Linked DNA regions of Mus musculus: all the other regions are linked to region 2. Evidence: chromatin contacts called from public Hi-C and HiChIP or PLAC-seq data. All regions are on one chromosome and are shown on one strand. Each heading gives the region's core, a stretch centred on a gene start, on an enhancer-like site or on the middle of the called end of the contact. The rest is flanking DNA. Distances are from core to core; before and after follow the strand shown. Region 1 has its middle 42 kb from the start of Gli3. Region 2 has its middle 43 kb from the start of 4933412O06Rik. Region 3 overlaps Gli3 (GLI-Kruppel family member GLI3).

Evidence for each region. A called contact is a pair of places that touch in the nucleus more often than the background predicts. HiChIP or PLAC-seq counts read pairs in DNA pulled down with a chosen protein or histone mark.
Region 1: a Hi-C map of uterus shows a contact between it and region 2, with 4 times the contacts expected there. The contact joins two enhancer-like sites. A contact is called at or near these places in 1 of 15 datasets of contacts at CTCF or cohesin (the NIH/3T3 cell line), 4 of 484 Hi-C or Micro-C datasets (cerebellar granule neurons and uterus), 2 of 115 datasets of contacts at active chromatin or transcription factors (bone marrow-derived dendritic cells and fibro-adipogenic progenitors) and 1 of 9 other capture datasets (embryonic stem cells).
Region 3: an H3K4me3 HiChIP or PLAC-seq map of craniofacial prominence shows a contact between it and region 2, with 4 times the contacts expected there. The contact joins two enhancer-like sites. A contact is called at or near these places in 2 of 484 Hi-C or Micro-C datasets (embryonic stem cells and nephron progenitors), 4 of 115 datasets of contacts at active chromatin or transcription factors (craniofacial prominence, embryonic forebrain, embryonic limb bud and 1 more) and 1 of 9 other capture datasets (embryonic tail).

The regions. Positions count from the first base shown.
Region 1 is chr13:15,420,603-15,423,403 of GRCm38.p6, forward strand. No RefSeq gene overlaps it. Among named protein-coding and RNA genes, the nearest start is that of Gli3, 42 kb to the right of the region's middle. Within about 2 kb of position 1,354, at least 44 of the 459 cell types and tissues checked have an H3K27ac peak or open chromatin away from gene starts, as enhancers often do. A contact at or near this core is called in uterus, where this site is marked.
Region 2 is chr13:15,758,159-15,760,967 of GRCm38.p6, forward strand. No RefSeq gene overlaps it. Among named protein-coding and RNA genes, the nearest start is that of 4933412O06Rik, 43 kb to the right of the region's middle. Within about 2 kb of position 1,438, at least 157 of the 459 cell types and tissues checked have an H3K27ac peak or open chromatin away from gene starts, as enhancers often do. A contact at or near this core is called in craniofacial prominence, embryonic forebrain and uterus, where this site is marked.
Region 3 is chr13:15,485,784-15,489,065 of GRCm38.p6, forward strand. All of the region lies in intron 2 of Gli3 (GLI-Kruppel family member GLI3), which reads left to right. Among named protein-coding and RNA genes, the nearest start is that of Gm6556, 23 kb to the left of the region's middle. Within about 2 kb of position 1,703, at least 18 of the 459 cell types and tissues checked have an H3K27ac peak or open chromatin away from gene starts, as enhancers often do. A contact at or near this core is called in craniofacial prominence and embryonic forebrain, where this site is marked.

The DNA of each region.
Region 1 (2,801 bases), core at 104-2,603, 340 kb before region 2:
GCAGAAACCAGCCAGCACCTCACAGTACAGCCCTGCATGTCTCATTGTTTGTACTCTCAAGATAATTATGAATTAGTTGTTAGGCTTTTTAAAGTTCATGGAGCATTAATTTATAACATAAAACCTTGCACAGAAAGTGTTTGCTTTAATCCATCCAGTAAATAAATTATTTTGATAAAATGTAACATTTGAAAAGATGGATGTATTTATTTTCCTGTGTGTATATATATGTGTGTGTGTGTATAAATCTCTGTGTCCCACATGCATGAAGGTACCCCTGGATGCTAGAAGGCATAGGATCTCCTAGGAATGGAGTTATAGGTAATTGTGAGACACCTAATGTAGATGCTGGGAATGGATCCCAGGTCCTGGACAAGAGCAGTATTGGCTCTTAACTGCTAAGCCATCTCTTTAGTTAATAATAAACAGTTCTTACATGTTTCTCCCAAGTTTAATTCTGTAGTTTATCATTCTTTAATTTTTTTGCTATCCCAAAATTATATTTTATTTTAAAGCTAGCAGTGGTAGAATGTCTAGTTTTTTTTTTTTTTTTTTTTTAACAAACGTCTTTAAAAAGACAGAGTTGGAGAGAGAATAATAAATGGGTAGTGCTCTAGATTACCAAAATCACATTGTTCTCTAGAGTAAATCAGTCCATGCAGATGCCAGATAACTAAAGCTGTGTGTACATGGAGACCCGTCCAAACTATTTCTGCCCATAAACTTCATAAACAAGTTGTCAACAAACATGCATGCATAGCTCTGTCTTCCCTGCAAAGGAAATCTCCTAACTCCTCAGGCTGGTCATCTGACTCCACAGAGAATTTACTTCTGAATAACTTTAATCAGAGCAAGCTTCCCTGTTGGCTGAAGGAGCGTAGGAATTTTCATTCCTCGGAAGAAGTTGTTCTGCCCTCGGCACAGGATGCTCCGAGCAGCAGCGAGCGTCCCACCTCAGAGGTCCAGTTTTAATGCTTTGCCTCTGTTCCAGGCTGAGTCACAGGCATAGCTCTGGCATTCTTGTTCTTGCCTGCTCTTTTCTGTCGCAGCATGCTGCGTTCTGCCTCGGCTTTGGTATTCCCTCTTCTTTTTTGATATTTTAAATGAAATGAAACATGCTCTTTTTTATTTTAAAGCCTCAATACAGCATTATGCTACCTTGAAGATTTTTCCATAAATAGTCCAGGTAATGGTTTAATCAATTTTTATGCTTTCAGTGAAAGATCTGTTTCCCCGGCAGAGCTTCCTGTCCATTTGTAAGAGGCATTTGTTTTCAGTTCAGCTCTGACACCAAACTCAAGAATCACTCAGCCCTACAGCTGCTTCTCTGATATTATGAATCACGGGCATATAAAAAAAAAATCCATCTGCTGAGAATGTGGCTTGAGGACATCTCTGAAGGTTCATGGCTAGATGCATTAGTCCCTGCTGTGGCAGTTTTGGGAAGCAGCGGAGTCTTTAAGGAGTAAAGTCTAGTCAAAGGTGATTAGGTCATGCAGGCACATCTCTGGGAAGGGAGTAATGTAGTTCTCACAGAAGCAGGATACTTTTTATAAGAATAGATTGTTATATAAAAACCAAGCAAGATGGCTCCTGAATTACCTGTGTTACCATATGATCTTTTCTATACACGTTCTGTTCCAGCCATTGTAAGACTGGCTGTCGTGAGGCCCTCACTGGAGGAATGAGGCCCTCACTAGAGGGCTCCAAACTATGAATTAAATAAACAGCCTTTGGAGCCTAGCAAGATGATTTACCAGGTAGAAACAATTGTTGCTCAACTCTGACAACCCAGGTTCAAATCCCAGAAGCTGTGTAAATGCAGACAGAGGGAACCAACGCCACGCGGCTGTCCTCTGACCCCGACAGGCATACCATGGCATGCGAGCCCCCACCCCGTTTCATGAGTATGCACACTAATAGTAGTAGCAGTAATAATAATAATAACAACAACAACAATGGTAATCTCTTTTCTTCTTAAAGTAACCATGTGCTATCTTTTAAGTATCTCCCTGGAATTGATTTTGCCCCTATTATGCTTGCTACTCCTGTGGAACTTTAGGAAATTTTGAATAGAAAAATGTCTATCAGATAAAGACACTCATAGTATAGAGATGGCTTTAAGCAGTGGTGTGCTTAAGTGAAATATTGGCCCTAAGTCAGGAAGAGACAAAAAATTTACATCCTTATTTCTGTCAACTGTTTTTTTTTTGAACAGAAATATTGTGTCTTGACAAATGGATGAAGGGGTAGGTGGAGAAATCACCAATCCTTGTTCTCAAGTCCCTTCTCATTAATCTTGAATTTCATAAAAATTCCTGACGGGAGATAATTTTTAGGTATATCTGTGAGTGTTTATATAATTTAAGAAAGTTTAAGAAGTCAGAAAGTTCAGAAAGCAGTCATTTTTAACCTTTAATAAGATATTAGAGACTTTCAGGTTTTATTGTTCATCCCACCATTCTTTTATAGTAAACAATAAAGAAGAGTTAAAACAGCACACAAAAATGGCTCATAAATAAATGTTCAGAAAAATTTTTAATTTTCTAAAAATTAGAGACATTCCTAAAACTCTTCAACAAACATATGTACTGGGAAGTGGGTTGAGAAGCAAAACATTTTCTGCATCATTTACCATATGAAATGTAAGTTCTCTCACAAAATAGGTAGGAAAAACATAGACTTCTCACACCATCTTCTCCTAGTGGAGCCTCAGTAGTTTAGATTCAATGAAAAAGAGAAAAGAACAGCTATTCAGCTCTCACTTCCAAGCACAAATATGAGACAAAGATTTGCACTTT
Region 2 (2,809 bases), core at 188-2,687:
TGGCCTTCTCTGGCCTTCCAGAACACTTAGACAGGTGGCATGTAGCAGAACACGAGAGGGAGAGAGAGAGAGGGAGAGAGGGAGAGAGACGGAGAGAGAGGGAGAGAGAGGGAGAGGGAGAGGGAGAGGGAGAGGGGGAGAGAGAGAGAGAGAGAGAGAGAGAGAGAGGATGGAGTATGATTGTGATAGTCGGGATGCGGTGTTGGGGATATAGATCCATTGTCCAGAACCTCTCAGAATATGCCAGAACATAGCTTCATCCTGCTTAGGAAATGAAGTCCTAGCCATAACTGGTCAGAGGAACCTGATGACAAAGCTGCCCCTCTCTGAGGGCAAAGGCAAGTGCCTGAGTTACCTGGACATGGAGAGGGGGGCTCCTTTCTACTTACCACTTACTTTAGCTGTGGAGCCCCAATTGTCTCATCTACCTAACAAGATAATCAGGACAGAATGAATTATATAGGATGCCAGTGGGCATCAGGACAAGGCTGAACATTGTTGCTGTGCTTCCAAATACAGGGTTCAACGAATTCAATATGGATAGGCAACCCTTCCAAAGATGAAATAAAGAGGATGCCAAAGGGAACCAGCTGACTAGAAAAGGCACTCTGTAGGTGGGGGTAGGAAGGCGTGGTGCATAGAGGCAAAGCTGATGTATGGGCAAGACTGTGGCTTGGACACACAGCCCACACCGACAAAGAAATCTTGGATTGGGGACACCAGAACTGAATTTTACAGAGTAGCTAACTGGGACGTATACTTTTGGGAGAATATGGAAGAAAGTGAATGGGAGAAGCTGCAGCTTCCTTGGGCGATTAAGCCTCATACACAACGGTAACAGAGCATTTCAATCAAAGAACAGCTGCTGTTGCACGGTGCCAGAGGGAGAATCCTTCCAGTCCCTTTTCTGCTGCTTCTATTTCCGGTGTTAGCCAGAGAAAACAAAACAAAACGCATCTTTGGAACACACTACCATCACTCTCCATTCTCATGGGACGCCGCTGTCCTTTTTCCTTCCCCTTCTTCCTTCTGGGCGACCCTTTGCACACAGGGGACGACCCAGGTCCTGGGGCGCAGAATCACGGTTTAGTTATTGGCTTCCTCGCTGAACCCCTTTGCTGTGCTGCTTCCGCCACCGCGCGGCGACATGCGGAATGGCTGCCCGCAGGCCCGCGCTTTACTTTGCCAAAATCCCCAGGAGAGCATCGTTCCTCTCGGGTGTTAGCGAGAACCTACGTGAGCAGATAAAAAGCGTCTTGGTTTGACTATTCCAGGCATGTAGTGTTTAGAATCAATCGGAAGCTGCTGGAGAGGGGCGCCGCTTCGTGGAGTGGCTTTCCTGGATCTGGGCCAGTCTCTTCTTAGCACGAAATACAAATAAACAAGGATTCCTCGGTGGCGCAGGCTGTATTGGCGGATCTGCTGTGACAAGAGCGCTGTTGCTGACAGGGTGGGTCTAGGCTCGGTTTGGCATCTCTACTGTGAAGCAGCAGCCGGCAGCATCCCGCAGAGAGCCAATTCAGCATTCTTGGAGCTGTTTTTCCTCTTCTCTCCCCCTTCCTTACTCTTTCTGAACAAGCAAAATGACTTCCCTCAGGCCCTTTGGGAGATAGAGCATGAGGCCTGCCCCAGGGAGCCTTGTGCCTAAGTGGATAACAGTTCCGCCTTTGGCAAACCAGTTTCCTTAATTTCACAGTGGGCCCAAATCACCGCGCAAGGACAGTGAAGATTGAATGAGGCTTCTTTGTCTCGTGCCCACTTCTGCTCGCATGGCCTAGCAAGGTGCTCCTTTTACATGTTCCCTTTATTCAAACTGTTTGCCTTATCTGTGACCAGGCAACCTTTCAAACACGAATGTAGAGGAGATCAGGACAGCCAGAGCTACTAAGCATGTAGAGTGAGGGCAGATATGGGTGACCACAAGTCCTGGGGGTGGGGTTGGGTGGGGGTTGGGGTGGGGGTGGTGGGGAGAAGAAGGGGGAAACAGATCTGAAAAGCAGAAGAGGAGAGAGGTGGAGTCAGCTGGCTAGTGCCACATGATTGGTCAGGGACAGAGCTGGCCCAGTGTCTACTACCCAGAGGAAAACAGGACAGCAAGAAAGGGGTCCTTCTCTACGGGGGCCTTGGATCCAGAATACTGTGTGAGAGAGGACAACAAAAGCCTGGAAAATGACAAAGTCTGGGGGAAGAAGCTTCCAGCCAGGGTGTCAGGAGGAGAGCCCATTAGGGAGGGAAGGAACCGGGCACCAGGAGAACATCTCTTTGACTTCAGGTGCTCTGGGAATCACGCGCATGTGAGTGGGAATCTCAGAGTCAGGATTAGTCTCTGAGAGCCTTGATTCAACTTATTGGTCTCTCTCTCTCTCTCTCTCTCTCTCTCTCTCTCTCTCTCTCTCTCTCTCTCTCTCCCCATCTCTCTCTCTCTCTCTCCCCATCTCTCTCTCTCTCTTTGAGACAGGGTTTCTCTGTATGGCCCTGGCTGTCCTGGAACTCACGCTGTAGACCAGGCTGGCCTTGAACTCAGAAATTCACCTGCCTCTGCCTCCCGAGTGCTGGGATTAAAGGCATGCGCCACCATCACTCAGCGGCATCTCTTCGTATATAATTGTGTGTGTGTGTGTGTGTGTGTGTGTGTGTGTGTGTGTGTGTGACTTACTGAGTCCAATTAGTACTGGCCTTTTGTTCATGTGTTTACATCTGATCACTATGATTGGAGCTCCTTCCTGAACAAGAACAAAACAAACAAACAAGCAGGTTCACGGGATTTAGAGTTGGGTAGGACTGTCTAGAACCTTCATAGCATTTCTGA
Region 3 (3,282 bases), core at 453-2,952, 270 kb before region 2:
CCTTTATTTCTGGAAGCTTCTTCTTTTTTTCCTTTGCTTTTATAGATAGGACTTCATCTCAGGTAGGTAGATTTTGATATAAAGTTATCCCTTAGCCTGCAATTTTTTCCCTCTCCTGCATCCCCCCTGTCTTTGGCTTTTTCCTCTTCTTGGTTTCTCTCTTCTTTCTTCTTTTTCCCCTTCAGCTGTAGAAAGTTGAGTTCCATCCTAATTATGAAATCTTCGGAGACCATTCCCACATGGTTCTGTAAATGGTAGCTCCATCCCTGTTCTTTTCATCTCTCTCAGCTCTCCAGCTTGACAGCTGAAAAGGTCTGACTGTGCCACACAATGGTTTGATTGGTTTCTCTGGGGGAGACTTTCCCCTGCCTCATCATCCGCCAGGCAGGTGGACCAGAAAGTCTCTTGATTCTTTTGTTGCCTCTCAAAGTCCGAGGTCTTTGACTGAATAAATCCGCCGTCATGGGATAATTTGCTAAAAGGAGACTGTGAGATGCCAGAGAAAAGCCTCCTGACTTGGGTGCTGCATTAATGAAATAACGGAGCCTTGGAGTTTGCAATTGAAAAATCACTAGGAATGCAATGGGTGGAGATGGGCCTCTTTTATTTCCCATAATAAACTTTGAATTCTACCAATGAAAGCATGCCTATTGTTTCGCAGGCCTGCGGGCCTAAGTGTGTGTGCATTTGTACCCATGTTTAAGAGGGCAGCCCTGCCCGACTTTGTCGGGGTGCTGTGTCTACTTAGTCACTAGATTATTACTAGTGGATAGAAAGAATTCCATGTGACAGAGCTAAGGCTGAGTTAACACAGGACGAAAAGTAATTTACAGATAGGCTGTCCCCAGCCATCTTTGTAGCTCCTGATAAGGTTTCATTTCAGAATGGATAGGCGACATTTCCACTTACGGGCCCATTCTGCGACATCTGTGATAACAGCTTCTGGATCCTAATTGAAATTGGTTTCAAAATGGATTTTCACTTTTCTCTGTCGTTGGAAAATATTGAATGGACTCAGAGCTGCCACAGAGAACCCTAGACCTTGGAAAATGGAGCAGGAAGCTAGGCTCATCTTTCATAACAGTGGTGATGATATGACAGTTTTGTTATCGGTCTTATTAATGAAATCATTGATCACTGATGAGGGAGTTAATAAACTACATCCCACTAGCATCTCTGAAGCTCAATTAGACTGCATTACAAACAAGGGTGGGAGAGGAACAAACATCAGTGGGCTCCACGGACGAAGGAGCAGTTAGTTTTCATCTCCTCAGTAAGCATTTTGGATGAGGGCATTCAGATAGCAGCTCAAGTAGAGAGCGTTGTATAAACCAACACTGTATCTAAGACTTTTCTTTTTGACTCATAGAGAATTATTAAACAATTCATTAAGTAAAAAAATTGAGATAGAACAAAATTGATTTGAAAAAATAGTACTGTTTTCCTGAAATAAAATATTTAAGTAGACATGGAAGTTCTTATTATATAACGAGTGCTTTGAGATGGGAAAAATGGCAAAACACGTTTCCCCAGGACACCTCCTCCACAGAAGAGCTTGAGGGATGGTCCTCCGTAGGTTAAGACGATGAAGCTCAAGGGTTCATAACCTAGGCTCTTTGAAAGAAAAGTGGCTTATCACCTCTTCCTCTCTGAAAACGTTCTGAGAGTCCTAGTCAGAGGGAATTAGGCTTGGCTTTAATGAGCGCGCTCTATTGTTTGGGGTTGGGCAGCCCTGGAATGTCCTCTCCCCCTGTCCCGAAGGAGGGGAGGGGATGCTGGTGATTTCTTAGGTTTCACAGTGGGTTTCACTCCTAGGTGTTTCTCCTTTCTCTGTGCCAGCAAGGATCAATGCAGCCCATCCCAGCTTGAAAGAGGATCTGTGATCAAAGGCATCAATGATGTCACTGATCTCCAGTGATTGATTAGGACCAGAAGTTCCAGAGACTTCGGCATTTTCTGAGAATTTCAAATTCACTTGTGTCTACAACTAGGCTTACTTGGGATTATTAGCATTTAACCAGCAAAATTGTTAAAGTGGACCACGCTGCTACACCTGTGGCCCTGCCAGTGTGCTTAAGCCTATGGAAACGATGACCACATTTTATAAGCATCATTTTTTAAATTATACCGTTAATAAATAGTATGTCTGTGAATTGGTGCAAGGAACTTGGAATTCTGTGTGCAATTGGAAGCCATTTGGGAATGAAGACCTTGTCTCTAAACCAGTTTAGTTGTATATAGATAGGTGCACGTTAAGATTTAAATGTTTTATTGATTTTGAAATTTAAGTATTTCATATGCAGAATTTAAAGTCCTCTGAGTTATTTTTGTGGGAACTGCCTAACATTTCCCCTTTGCCTTTTGAGAGGTTAGCTTCTTTCTTTGTGTGACTATATCTTTACAAGTAAAACTAGACGCATTTGATGCTGAGAGGAGCCCTGTACAGTGTGGGAGGGAGCATGGGGTGAGAGAGAGGTCTCAGTGGAACTGCTCACAACTGCACTGTAGTCACTGGCTTAGCTCTACCTACAGCAGAGACTGAAAGGGTAGGGGAAGGGGCTATTTTGGAAAGCACTGAGCCCTAAGAAAGAAGAGGGAAATGAGAATGGAGAATGTTCACTATTATTTCTGCTGCCTTCCATGGTTGGTTGTAGGTTGTCAAGGATTTTTGGTACATGCTTGCTTATAACAAAGTTTTTTTTTTTGTTTGTTTGGTTTTTTTGTTTTGTTTTGTTTTGTTTTGTTTTAAATCAGAAAACTTTTAGTTCTGAACCGGGTTGAAAAGTGTGTTTTGTGTGTGAGGAGAACAGAGAGTGAAAATGAGCATGGGAGAGAAAATGATGTGCCCCTTAGATCTGAACCTGCTATGCTTCCGTGAGCCTCCTTTTGGTGGCATAGCTTTTACTCAACCAGCGGTGATAAAATCCTGGGTTTAGATCTTTGCCTATACATCAAAAGAACATTTTAGGAATAGAACAGTGGCATAAAGTAGTGGGACTTTCAACAATGTAAAATACTTCCTGGTAAAATAGGTCTGTACTCTTCAGTTAAAGATGTCTTCCAAGCATCCAGGAACCAGAAGATAGATCGTGGCCCATTTCATATTAAGTTTAAAGCCAAATCTCACTAAAAATCAAAAACAAAAACCAAATAATCCCAAACTAATATGCCTAGGATTGTTTTCAAATCCTGGCACATTTTAGAACAGTAGAAAATTGGTTTCCTGGGGCTGCAGCAATGGCTCAGCATTAAGAGCACTCACTGCTCTTGTAGAGGACTCGT